Linked DNA regions of Gossypium hirsutum: region 2 is linked to region 1. A link is a contact called in public Hi-C data. All regions are on one chromosome and are shown on one strand. Each heading gives the region's core, a stretch centred on a gene start, on an enhancer-like site or on the middle of the called end of the contact. The rest is flanking DNA. Distances are from core to core; before and after follow the strand shown.

Evidence for each region. Hi-C and Micro-C count contacts between places; a contact is called where the count stands out from the background.
Region 2: a Hi-C map of leaf shows a contact between it and region 1, with 2.5 times the contacts expected there. The contact joins the promoter of LOC107923851 here to the promoter of LOC107929274 in region 1. A contact is called at or near these places in 6 of 34 Hi-C or Micro-C datasets (callus and leaf).

What each region holds. Positions count from the first base shown.
Region 1 is chrA12:79,910,071-79,916,827 of Gossypium_hirsutum_v2.1, reverse strand. It overlaps LOC107929274 (acetyl-coenzyme A carboxylase carboxyl transferase subunit alpha, chloroplastic), which reads left to right and starts at 2,862. Exons shown (of 11, transcript XM_016860646.2): 1 at 2,862-3,004; 2 at 3,273-3,689; 3 at 3,966-4,040; 4 at 4,478-4,585; 5 at 4,678-4,838; 6 at 4,994-5,108; 7 at 5,224-5,378; 8 at 5,736-5,787; 9 at 5,861-5,929; 10 at 6,044-6,121; 11 at 6,249-6,757. The coding sequence starts at 3,300. It overlaps LOC107929295, which reads left to right. Exons shown (of 5, transcript XM_016860675.2): 4 at 39-120; 5 at 275-686. The coding sequence ends at 469.
Region 2 is chrA12:80,350,099-80,356,855 of Gossypium_hirsutum_v2.1, reverse strand. LOC107923851 (golgin candidate 4) reads right to left here and starts at 3,303. Exons shown (of 16, transcript XM_016854011.2): 1 at 3,158-3,303; 2 at 2,875-3,087; 3 at 1,886-1,984; 4 at 1,508-1,636; 5 at 798-914; 6 at 404-542; 7 at 235-299. The coding sequence starts at 3,087.

The DNA of each region.
Region 1 (6,757 bases), core at 1,613-4,112:
CTAAATAGTTTGTCAACATTACTGAAATTTATGAATAGGGCCCAGAAAAAGCTCTCTGCTATTGTAGCATGGGAGAACAGCAAGAAAGCAGCTCTTGAAGCAAAACTCAAAAAAATTGAGGTATTTTTCCCCATCCTTGCTCGATTTTCTGGATAACAAAAGGCTGAACATTCGACATTTGTGTTTGTCATACGATAAAAATGGAACTTACTCGAATCAAACACATATTCATATCATATTCTCGGTAACTTTAACGTGTCTTGAGTATCGACAGGAACAATTGGAAAAGAAGAAAGCCGAGTACGCCGAGACAATGAAGAACAAGGTAGCTTCAATTCACAAGGAAGCAGAAGAAAAGAGAGCAATGGTCGAAGCCAAACGTGGAGAAGAGGTTCTCAAGGCCGAAGAAATAGCCGCTAAATACCGTGCGACCGGACAAAGTCCGAAAAAGCTCCTTGGGTGTTTCTGAAAGTTTCCGGTCCGGTATTGAAATGAATTTCATTAAAATTTGTTTGCTTGCAAACACTTTTTTTTTTCCTTGTTTGTAACTCCATGTTTTCAATTGTGTTTATCTATCTTGTTTGTTTCTATGTTGTTTTTGTGTCTTGAGCAATGTGGAAGGACATCATTACAAATTATGTATTATTGGATGTGTTGTTATAGGAATACAATTTTATTTTATTGTTCTTTGAGGACAACTTTTTTAGGGTTTTTCTAATTTGGGTTATGATCGAGATTACTTACTTGATTCGGTTCGGTTAATTCAATTTTGATTTTGGGTTGGTTAGTTAAAACAAGCTAAGTTGGTCGATTATCAATTTTTGTATTAAACATTAATGATCGAATTATCTGAAGCTCATATCTATTATAGTACTGTCCAAACATATCAATGATTCAAAATCAAAATTTCAAACCCAATTATTTGAATTATTTGAATAAGTAACTTGAAAGGATTCGAATTGTTATTTGAAATGGCTAGAGCCCCACATTTTTTAAATTTGTAATGATTCGACTTGAAATGCTCGATCATCAAATCCATTTTTGATTCAAATTTAAATGATTCAATAATTTAAAATTGGAGTTAATTTTATTCATATTGATTCATTTCAAAACCAATATAATTTGCTGAATTAAAATGTCTAAAATTAGGTAAGAAGCATGAGAGAAAACTTGTTTTCGAGGACGCTATGAAGCTGAATGACAAGATTCTCTTTCTTAAAAGTGAAAGAATTGTGTTTTATGTTCATTCTAAATTAATTTATCAATTGAAGCTTACAACTTTTGCCGCAACAAAGAAAACCTATTCAATGGAGTTGTTGATTAGATGGCTAATAATGTTGATCGATGTTTCGAATGTATCTTCCCCTGTGAGGCTATTAACTATGGCTTCCTTTGGATTTAAATAGAGCTTTAATATGGTACAATTTGAATACTTTCTCACGGAACAATATTTTTTTAAAAAATTTCTTAATAATTTTCTTAATATATTTTTAAGACTTTATATAATTTCTTTTAAATTGTTAAGTGATTGATACCACACAATTTCAAAATACCTTAAAGAGAATTTAAGTTCAAGCATTAAATTAAGAAAATTTGTCAAGATTCAAGACTAGTTTATGGACTAAATTAAAAATTTTTTTTACCAAGTTTAGTGACTGAATGTTGCTTTATCCCTATAACAATAACATCGACATTTACCATTTTAGATTACTTTTTTTTCTTGGGTAAACCATACCTAATGTCTCTAAACTATTAGTAAGTTTACGTTTTGTTCACTCAACTTCAAAAAAAATACAAAATGGTGAATGAACTATTCAAAAGTTTTCATTTGAGTCATTGGGCAATTAAAATCGCTATTGTATGGCCTTCTTTGTTTGGACCACCTTAACCAATCAAAAGCTCTTTTTTCCCTTCTTTTCTACAATTAAGTTTATTTTCATGAAACAACTTTGAATGTCATAAATCTGTGAACCAAAATTCAAACAGTTTTCTTCTTCGATCTTTAACACTAACCGTCAGATCAACTTAGATTTAAGGTATGTTCTTCTACTCGTCGATGGGTACTAATCCACCGTATCAATCGTCAAATCGTCATCTAGAGCTTACTAGTCAAACTTAAAAGACTTAACAATCCAATGATTTAAATAAAAACTTTCAAATAGTTCAGTGACCATTTTGTAACTTTTTAAAGTTGTGTGACTAAAACATAAATTTATTAATAGTTTAATGACATTAGGTGTAATTTTTTTTTTCATTCCTCAAATGGATAAGGAAATTAATTAATGGCCTAACTCAACAAAAAAAAATTGACGCACCAATTGCATGATACAACGTCAGTTTCAGTGGGTCCCACCGTTGGTCTGGACTATTAAATTTTGGTGGTAGTTGATCGTTATCCTCAACGTGGATAAAAACTTTGTCAAATTTCACCTTCATTAAAATCACGTGTAACACACCGCCCAATCAAATCGCTTCCCTTACAAACACTCCGTAGTTACAAGCCTCATGTTTCTTTATTAGTCGCCTCAAAATCTCAGTTTTAGTTTAAATTACCATATTTAATTAACAAAAGGCTTTATTTTCAATTAGTTCCTAAACTATACTATAATTACTATATTAGTCCTTAAAATTATTATTTTTTGGTAAAGATTAATCCTAAACTATCAATTTTGTCACAGTTTAAAAAAAGTGATATCATCCAATAAGAACATGACACACAACATATTCTTATGGGGTGCCTTGCATTTTTTTAGGTAAAATGGAACAAAATTAAAAATTTAGGGACTACTCCTGATAAAAAACTTTTAAGGACCAATCTGAGAATTGGATATAGTTTAGGGTCCAATTTATGAATAAAACCAAAAACGGAATTTAGCTTTATTTTTGTTTGTTCAAACAATGACATCTCAATCGTTAATTCCTACTTTCCTTCATTTGTTAACTCACTTCTTTTCAAAACCCTAAATTTGTAAGCATAATCAGCTTCTTTCTCATCAACATTCAGGTAATTTTCATAATCAGCATAACACTTTTAATGAGCTTTTTTTTATTGCTTAAATTGAAGAATTTCTGTTATTGTTTTACATTTTAGTAATTTTCTGTCTTTTAATTGCTGTTCTTAGATTAGATTATAGTACTAATAGCAATTTTGAAATGGGGGGATTATGTTGTTTGAAAGGAAATTTGGTTTTTTTTTTAAATCAATTATGCAAAATTGTAAAAAATGTATCATTGTTACATGAAGAATTAATGTTAATGGTAGCAATTTTTAGGATTTTGTATGAAGTGATCATTGAGAGATGACTACAATATCATTAGTAGCTGGGAATTGTGGAAGAGGAAGAGGATATGAAGATGGGAGGTTTGAATTCAGGTCAAATTTATATCTTGGGAAAGATTTTTTGGCTAGTGACTTGTTTAATAATAATCCATTTAGAAGAAAAGCAAATGGGTGTTTGTCAAAAGCTTTAAAAGGTTTCGGGAACGGAAACGGGAGGAGGTTTCGGGTTATTGCGAGAGTTAAGAAAGGGAAGAAGCATGATTACCCTTGGCCGGATAATATCGACCTGGATATCAAAGACGGGCACTTAACTTACTTGTCTCATTTCAAGCCTTTGGCCGAGAAACCGAAACCGGTGACCTTACCATTTGAGAAGCCATTGGTTGATCTTGAGAAAAAGATTATCGAGGTGAGTTGTTTTTCATTGGTTTCCTGTTGATTTGTTTAATAGAACATGTTGTTTCAACATTCATTATGTGTGTTAAGCTACATGATGAGGATTCATTTGAGAGTGAAAACCCGAACCGAGGACTAATGTTCAACTTTATTGTGTTATGTCAATACGGAGCAATTTTGATTTCCTCATTCCATGATATTCTAGGTGTTTGTAAAGCACAAAATTGAGACGTAGAGTCTCTCTAGATTCTAATAAATTTTTTATTTTGCTCGCTATAATTTTGGACAGGTATGCAGAATGGCTGATGAAACTGGTCTGGATTTTACTGATCAAATTGGTGCTTTGGAAAACAAGTATCAACAGGTTGGTATATAAAGCAATACCTTCACCCTAAGTGTTGGAAATCATCAATGAAGTTCTCATCTATTCCATTAAATACAAGTTTATGGCTATAAATAGAATATTAAGTGACCTCAAAATGGCGCCTAAGGATACTTGCTCGCAAAACCCAAGTTTTAATATTTGATCACTGGTATAGTAACTTTTGTCATTCATTATATGTGGTAACTCTGAATTCTATGTTTTCATGTAGTTGTCGAAATGTAGGCATGCATTCCTTTGTCTTAGGCTCCTAGTTTATCAATTATAATAGTGAGAAATTCATTGATTCGTGCCAAGTAATCTTTGCATAGGCCATTTTCGGTTGTTTAAATGTTCTGCTAAACTTGCAATCCACCTTTACTTTTCAATGACATCCTTTTTGCCATGTCTATAACTTTTTAATCTGTTCTAAACATCAGGCTCTGAAAGATTTATACACACATTTGACACCTATTCAACGCCTGGCCATTGCTCGACATCCCAACAGGCCGACAGCTCTTGATCATATATTGAATATCACAGAGAAGGTATTTCAACAGAATGAAACTTTTATGTGTTTATACACCTAAAAGAATATGAAGTTATTTTCTTACAGTCTTGCTCTTTTACTATCTTATAGTGGGTGGAACTCCATGGAGATCGTGCTGGCTATGATGATCCAGCCATGGTAACTGGTATAGGAACCATGGATGGTAAGAGCTACATGTTTATAGGCCAGCAGAAAGGTAGGAATACGAAGGAGAACATTTTTCGCAATTTTGCAATGCCGACTCCCCATGGGTACGTTTCAAGGATCTTTTATTTGAACAAAATAACTTCAAGGTTCAGCTTGTATAGGTTACAGGGATGTGATTGTAGTCCCTGATATTTAATAAAGTCTATTCAAAATAGTTTTGAATCTTATTTACTCATATGAAAGTTCTTTCTGCAAGCAGATATCGGAAGGCTTTGCGAATGATGAAGTATGCTGATCATCATGGTCTTCCTATCGTAACATTTGTTGACACTCCGGGGGCATATGCTGATCTTAAATCGGAGGAACTTGGTCAAGTGCGTCGAACTAGCTTCTAATGTTGGAAATCGTGATATTACTACCTACTCTGTATTCAGAAACACCTAGTTCATATAATAACATGACCCATTTCATGTTTTTTACCCTATACAGGGGGAAGCAATTGCCAACAACCTGAGGACCATGTTTGGCCTTAAAGTGCCAATTGTAACAGTTGTCATTGGTGAAGGTGGTTCTGGTGGGGCTTTGGCCATTGCTTGTCCCAATAAATTGTTTATGCTCGAGAACTCTGTTCTATACGTTGCAAGGTGGGATCAGTTCCTTCTTTTCGCTCGGAAAATAACAAACTGAAGATTATGATGCATGAAGTTATTAACTCGAACACAAACATAACTAATCCTTCCAAGTTTAAAAAGATGCTTTACATGTTAATTTGAGTTTTTAGTTTTTAAAGCAACAGAAATATCAGCTTATTGCCAAACTACTCGTACTTCTGCACCATTTTGTATAACTTCTGTTTCTCGAATTTGTCTTAACTGACAATAGACATATTTACAGCTATATTTTCTATGCTTTTAATGCGGTCTTTGGCTTGTCATGTACTCGTGTTTTTATTTATCGATGAACTCTGAAGTACGTGTTGCTTTTGACTCTGGTTCTCTTAGCCCTGAAGCATGTGCTGCTATACTATGGAAATCTTCCCAAGCAGCTCCTAAGGTAAGTGATTTCTTATACGATGGTTGAAATGAGAACTGTTTTATGTCATTACTGATGTTTCATACTTGTACAGGCGGCTGAAAAACTGAGGATAACAGCTCAAGAACATTACAAGCGCAAAATTGCCGATGGTATCATCCCCGTAAGCATCTTCAACATATAAAGTTTTATACTGTTTCTCAAGCCTTCCGGTCAAGTAAAATGTCTCTGGCTGTTTTCTTTCTTTCAATTTTTTCAATATTTGTTTGATTTATAGGAGCCTCTTGGAGGCGCACATGCTGATCCTGTATGGACTTCCCAACAAATTAGACTTGCAATCACTCAGGCCATGGATGTAAGTAATGGCAACCGGAAATTCTGCTTTAGTTGCAGGATTGATTTGGCTACCATATTTCTTTTTCTTTTCCTTTAGTTGATTTCCGAGTTGTTGGGAACTTACAATGTTGTTCAAATGAACATAGGAACTAACAAAAATGGATATGGAAGAGTTGCTTCATCATCGTATGCTTAAATTTCGATCAATTGGAGGTTTCCAAGAAGGCAAGCCCGTGGAACCTGAAAGAAAACGAAACATGAAGCCTTCGGATGCTAGCAGGTTAAATGCTGCAGATATAGAATCCGATCTTGAGAAGTTAAAGAAGAATATCTTGGAGGCTAAGGTACCTTCCGATCCTATCACGGACCAAGCAATAGAAAAACTTAAGCAGGATGTTGACAATGAGGTCACGAGAGCATTTATTTCAATGGGATTGCAAGAGAAGCTTGAATCACTTAAGTTGGAGTTATCCCGAGCCTCTGATAATCAAACCCTTAATCGTAATTTGAAGGTGAAGGTGGATAAACTTATGCAAGAATTTAAGCAAAATTTGTCAAGACCAGGGGCCCATCTTGGTTTAAAACAAAAGCTTGAAAAGCTAAGCATGGTTAGCAGACTCATTGAGCAGAAAGAGAAAGGTGAGAAACTGAAAGC
Region 2 (6,757 bases), core at 2,054-4,553, 440 kb before region 1:
CATGCTAATTTGAAGCGATAGAAAGCACGAAAAGTTTGTCAAGTCATCATCGCTATCCACGTTGATGATTAAGGGTAAATGTGTATGAATACTGCCTGAATTGAAGAAAACACATTAAGCAATTTTCAACAGAGGAACCATCATGTGCTATAAAAGAAGGGGTGGAGGCAAGGTCATTTAAAAAAGTCAAAGCAATGATAACATCTATCAACACCAAACAATTTAGAAGCTTACTTTATCCTTCTCTGACTTCAGTAACTTAAGCTCCTCCTGAAAAGACTCATTCTGCTTGTGCTCCTCTGGAATTTTACAATAAATAAGAAGAAAGATGATATTTCCTTTGCTTGACAACAGATGATATTGCAAGCATCATAAATGGGTCCTCAAGGTGTACAAATTATACCTTGCAATCTCATCTGTACATTCACTAGTTTATCATGCTCTTTTTCAAGTTCCATCTTGAATTGCTTTATTTGTTGTTCATGACTAGCTTGAACTGCCTCCAGGGACCTATTTTTCTCTTCCAGCAAATCTGCAAGCTCCTAGAAGGCATGCATATATATAAAATTTTCATCAAGTTCACCTGTTATCTTAAGAAACAAATAGAAATACAGAGGAAAATTTTTATTTTGGAATAAAATGGAAAAAACCAAGAAAGAGCTTAGTATCCCCTAAAACGAAAGGGGGAAAAAAGCAAAACAGCACAAGGTTTCATGACCAGGTGAACAGCAATTACATTCCAACATCCTAATAGTGCCTCTTATAATAAAATAGAGGGGGAAAAATAGTGCCATTACCTTTTCTCTTCCATCATGTTTAGAGGTAAGACCATTGGACATTTGGTTTCCACCATGACGATGTTTTACTAGACTTGCCGACTTACGCAGTTGGTGTGGTGACTGATCACCATTTCCCTGGAGAAATGGCTAATGCCAATCAGCCAATAAACAATGATTTAACAGACAGAGACATGCACATTATGATAGCAGCTCACTTCTGGCTTGGTGGCAGCAGAATCATAATTCAAGACAAACTTACAACATATCCAGTGGAAATAAATATATGTTCCAGTACAAGAACAACAAGAAAGCTCAATAATTAATATCACACGTGTTATGTAATTGAGCCACCAAACCATCCAAGTATCCCGACCAACTCATTTGATGAAGGAGAGACATCAAGACCACAAGGTTACAAGAAGTAAAAGACCAATCTTTCATTCTATAAACAAGGTTTCATCTCTACATTCAACTTTCTGTCGCATCCACCTATTGGGAGGTTCAAGGTTGCCACAGGTATGAAACATAATACAACAAAACCTTTTCAGACCTGCTTCTCTAGTTACAGAAGCAATAACATCAGAAACAGCAGACTCAGTAGTAGCACATTATGTTTGCTTTATTACATGGAACTACATATGCCTTCGGAATTGCAGAACCTAATGCATTAATTCCAGGATTTCTCAATAAACAAACCTCAGACAACTCTAACTGAGAGTAGCAACTACCTTGGGTGCATTAATTCCATTACTAGATACTTTGGAACTTTCGCTTCTAGCTGCACTCAGAGCTGCATTTGTCGCATTCAAATTTTGTTTCAATGAGCCATTCTCTTGGTTCAGCCTCGAAATTTGCTCCTGGAAATGGAATGCAAGGAAAATAGAGAGAAAGAAGCCATTTGAAAATGTTTAAAAACTAGAAGAAAGCTGTAAATTATTTGCACTATTATCATTTGTAAGAACTGAATTTTAGACCAACCCTGGAAATAAACTAGAACAACCACAGCATGCCCTTATTGCCATATAATATATCACCGGTCATAATTGTAAACTACCAAGTTGGCACAAGATATTTTTAAATCAAACAATACGAAAATTATCAGATACCTCTTTTTCTTTTAATAAAGCAGCATAATTGAATGATAAAGCCTTAATTTCTGCCTCGGATTCCTGAAGCTTCTTAATTTCTGCTCTGTATCTTTCAATCTACAAAAATAATCATAACACAGTTTATTTATCATGCATGAAAAGTAAAATACCACAAATTCCCTAGAAATGCCAAGCCCACTAGTAAAGTAACTTCCATGAGATTAAAGAATAAAAAGTCATGCCAACAATTGACTCAATCAAAAAGCAAACAGTCATCTGTGACACCAAAAGAGGATCTTAGGAAGCTCTGAAAGAGGTTACATTCAACCCTAAGCCAAATGCTCTTCAAATATTATGGCAGAGACCATATTATGAACCTGAATAAGTTTTTCTAACTAGTCCTCGCAATGAAAATCTTAATACTAGAAAAGATTACACTCAGCTACTTGGGTTCTAGGAGGCTCTCTATCAACACCAAGATGACAAGAACAAATCCGATATAAATGTTACTAGTATAGCTTGTTAGACTTACAATCATCAAATAAAAGTTCTATGCGTCCATGTAAAGATCCTTGAACTATCTCAGCACTATTTCATGTTATCAACAACTTCAAACCTCACCAAGATATATATATAAGTTTAAGCAATAAATCTTTGGAAATTGAATTCATCAAGTCAAAGTTTTGGATCTACCACTAGGTATTTACAGAGTACTTTCAGGCTTAAGCTATCACTTCACAAAGCTTGATTCCAGATTGCCAAAGAACAAAATATTACCAACTCCAACTATCAAATGTGATATATATATCCCTAATAAAAGATCGACACTAATATCCTCAATTAATAGAGACTGTTCACTCATTCGCGAACTCAAACTGTAGTGTGAACTAATATCATTCCATGATTCTACAAATTCATCAAAAAAACAAGCTGAATCTATTCCAAACTAAGAGGCGCCAAACATTAATTTAAACAAAATCAAGCGCGAAAACTAAATGCAATAATACCTCAGAATTAATCGGCGAATCGGTTCCATTAGCGATCGGAGAGACTGAAACGGGCTTTGAATGGGCAAACCTATGAGAGTTCCTTCTATCAAAGAATGGCGAATGATCTCCATTCCCTGAACCGTAGATCTCGCGTTCTTCGTCCTCATCGTCGTATACATCAAGCGCGATCTTATGCAAATTCTCTTTCAAATCCGCAATCGAACTCCACATCTTCCAAAGCTCCCGCAAATCAAATTCGTGGAAAATAAAAATAAAAAACGTAGATGGATTTCAAAAATACCTGAGATTTTCTTCGATGAAATTAGGGCAAAAAAGAACCGATACGTTTGAACAACGGTTTTGAGGATTTAGAATGTTTTTTATTTATTTTTGCAGATATATAAACAAGAAATAAAAGGGTTAATTAACGTATGCTTAAACAGTACTGGTTAAGATCCATTGGGCGGATCCTGAAACGGGTCCGTTCGGGTTGGCCCGTTTATACCCGATTATTTTTATTTTTATTTTTATTTTTTGATAATATCCTATTTAATTTTTATTGTTCGTTATAATGGTAGGTAAAGGCGGTTGAAATTTTACGCCAAAAAGAAAAAATCGTAACGGCTTTCCTCTCCTCTCTTTGAAAACAATAAAAGAGTAAATTGCATCTAAAGTTATTAAATTATTATTAAGTTTACATCTTAGCTATTTAATTATAAAAATTTATAAAATAATCACTTAATTATTCGAAAGTTTTAATTTAAGTCATTAAATTATTTTAATGTTTTTATTTAAGTTACTAAATTGTTAAAATTTTTTAAAGTTTGACTAACAAGCTCAAGGAGGAAGACAAAAGTTTATCTTTGAAAGGCCGAAATTGAATTATAAAATTTTAAAGAAATCGAAGTATAATTTTATCTTTGTATATGCTTGTTACTTTAGAACTTTAATGGGATTAAGTTAAATTTTTTTCAACTTGGAGGCAAAGTGTATTTTTACTATTAAACTATTTTATAATTTTAAAAGCTTAAAAGAGATTGAAATGAGAATTTGTCCTTGAGAGAGCTCTAAGCGATGATTTGACGATCAATGCGGTGGATTAGTACCCATCGAGGAGTAAAAGAACATACCTCAGATCCAAGTTGATCTGGCAATCGTTATAGGAGATCAGAGAAGAAAGCTATTTGAGTTTTGGTTCGCAGATTCATAACGTTTAAAATTGTTTTATGAAAAAAAAAACCTTAATTGTAGAAAAAAAAAGAGAATAAGAGTTTTCGATTAATGCAGACAATTTGAATAAAGAAAGTCATATAATAGTAATTTTAACCACATAGTGACTTAATAAAAACTTTTGAAAAGTTCAGTTATCATTTTATAATTCTTTAAAGTTAAGTATTTAAACATAAACTTATTAATAGTTTAGTGACTTTCGACATAATTTATCTAAAATAAAAATAAAAAGTGGTAATTTACCGATAAGATTTTGGTCTTAAAAACGGTCCGACCGACATGATTTTCTTATTACATTTGTTGAGATTCGTTTTCGTTGAACATGCCACGATGATTAAGAATATGAATTTACACATTAGTATCGACAAAGTCAAAGGCCCAATTTCCATATTTATTGGTAAATTCCACAAGGTTTCCTTGAAATATGATCTAAATTTTAAATCAGTTCACAAACTTCAATATATTTTAATTAGATTCTTAAACAATCAAATATCCTATCAGTCAATTCCTTTCATTAACCAAGTCATTAGCTCGGGCATTAAGCATAGACTCAAATATGACATAGAAAATATTTAAAGCACATGGATCAAATTATAAACACATACATTGTAAACACATACATACTTATTGATTAGCCAACTTAGAATTAAAATGTTAAAAAAAAGTCAAATTTTGCTATTAATCCTTGTATTATGCATAAAGTATAGATTTAGTCTCTATATTCTAATTTGGTTGTTTTTAATCTTTGTATTTTTTTCAAATTTGAAAGTTCTAATCATAACCCAAAAGGTAGTTATTAAATCTAATAGGTTGAAGTTTTTATATTAGTCTCGTATTATGCATAAATTGTGAATACAGTCATTTTTAGTCTTACTTTTGGAATTGTGAATTGTCAATCATGACTCAAAATAGTAACCATTAAATATATTAATTAACATAACGTGGCTTTTTTTGTGTGAGTATTACGTGAAAATGATAATTTGATATGACATTACCTATATGATAATATATTTACCGCAAAATATTTTGAAAATAGCAAAATTTAACAGCTAATGTTTTAGATTAGGACTAGAATTTCAAAACTCAAAAGTACAATGATAAAAATGATCAAATTAAAGTAAATGGACTAAATTTGCAACTTACAAATAGCACATGGACTAGTAATTAAATTTAACCTAAAATTAGTCCTAAATTTTATTAACATTATTTGTTTTTTAGGACATCAAATCCAATATGTCCACACGATAAGTATACATATTTTCGCAGTTTGAATCACATGTTAGATTCAAACTTCATTCAACATCTAAAAATTATCGCTATACAGATGAAAAGATCAATTTAAATCTTTGCAATGAGTAAGAGATTTATGCTTTAGGTATGTAAAAGCTAGTATTTTTTTGGAACTAGATTTGTGCTTGAATTGATTAGATCATTAATTATTAGTTTGATCCGTTCGTCTAGTTCAATCAAATAAATTTTTTAAATTTTTTAAAAAAAATTAAAAAAATATTAATTCTAGTTCAACCATAGGTTCAATCGATCCATATAAGTTTACAGGCCAATCGATTTTTTACCTCTCTCTAAACCAATATCCTAGTCGAATGGATCTAGTTCAAACAACTTTGGTAAAATCCAAACTATCATTGCAAATGCAAGAGGTAAACACATATTCGATTCATGTGTTTCAAACATTATTTGAGTTAGAATTGAGCTGACATTTAACTCTTAAGGTTCTTTTTTTTATTATAAAAACACATAAGTTAATGGCTAGACTTGTTCATAGGCCAAGCTACTCACCCACACTTCAGGGTTGGTCCGTAATTTGGGAGAGTTTAAGAAAAAATATTAGGTAAAAAAAAGAGTTTTGGAAAAAGAAAACTAAACTTGTTTAAAAATGATTTTAGCTTGAGCATGAACAATCAACACCCTAGCCTAACTCATTTTTTAAGTTTATAATATTTTATATTATGTTAATTTTATATATTATGTAATTTATAACACATGAAAATTAAATCTTTAATGTAAACCTTAAAAAAATGTTAAAATCACTATATATAACAATTTAGTAAATAAAAAATATATAAATTTATTAAGTATTAAATTAAAAATAATATAGAGATATATTTTTAAAAAGTAATACGGTTGAACCTAAAATAGACTTGGCTTAGGTTTTTACAAATATTGGTGGGTTAATGCAAAATTCTAAGCATATATTTCGGGTTGAATCAGATTTGAGTGAGTATAAAGTGAGTTAATATCATATATATATATATAGGACCTGACTTGGTCCAAGAACACTTCCAATGACTAGTAATTATAACATTTTTGAAGTTTAAGGATCAATTTAGAATCCAGACCTTAATTGGAGGATGTCTAGTCGAATTAACCCTATTTCTTGAAAAACCCTAATTGGTCTATTGGGCTTGGACTGAGTCTCTAGTTAGCGGTCTCCTCCATCGGCCCAATGAATATCCAGCTCGTTCTTTATAAAGAGCAACAATCCTCTCCGCCTCTGTCATTCACGTAATCTAGGGTTTTAGCATTCGAGTCCCCCTCATTGTGCGGCGTCTCATTCAGCTCCTCTGGTTCGCTTTCTCTCCCTTTTGCGTCTCTCAATGTATTTTTTTTAAATTGAAGTTTAAAAAAGTCGTGATCTATGCGATGAAGATAA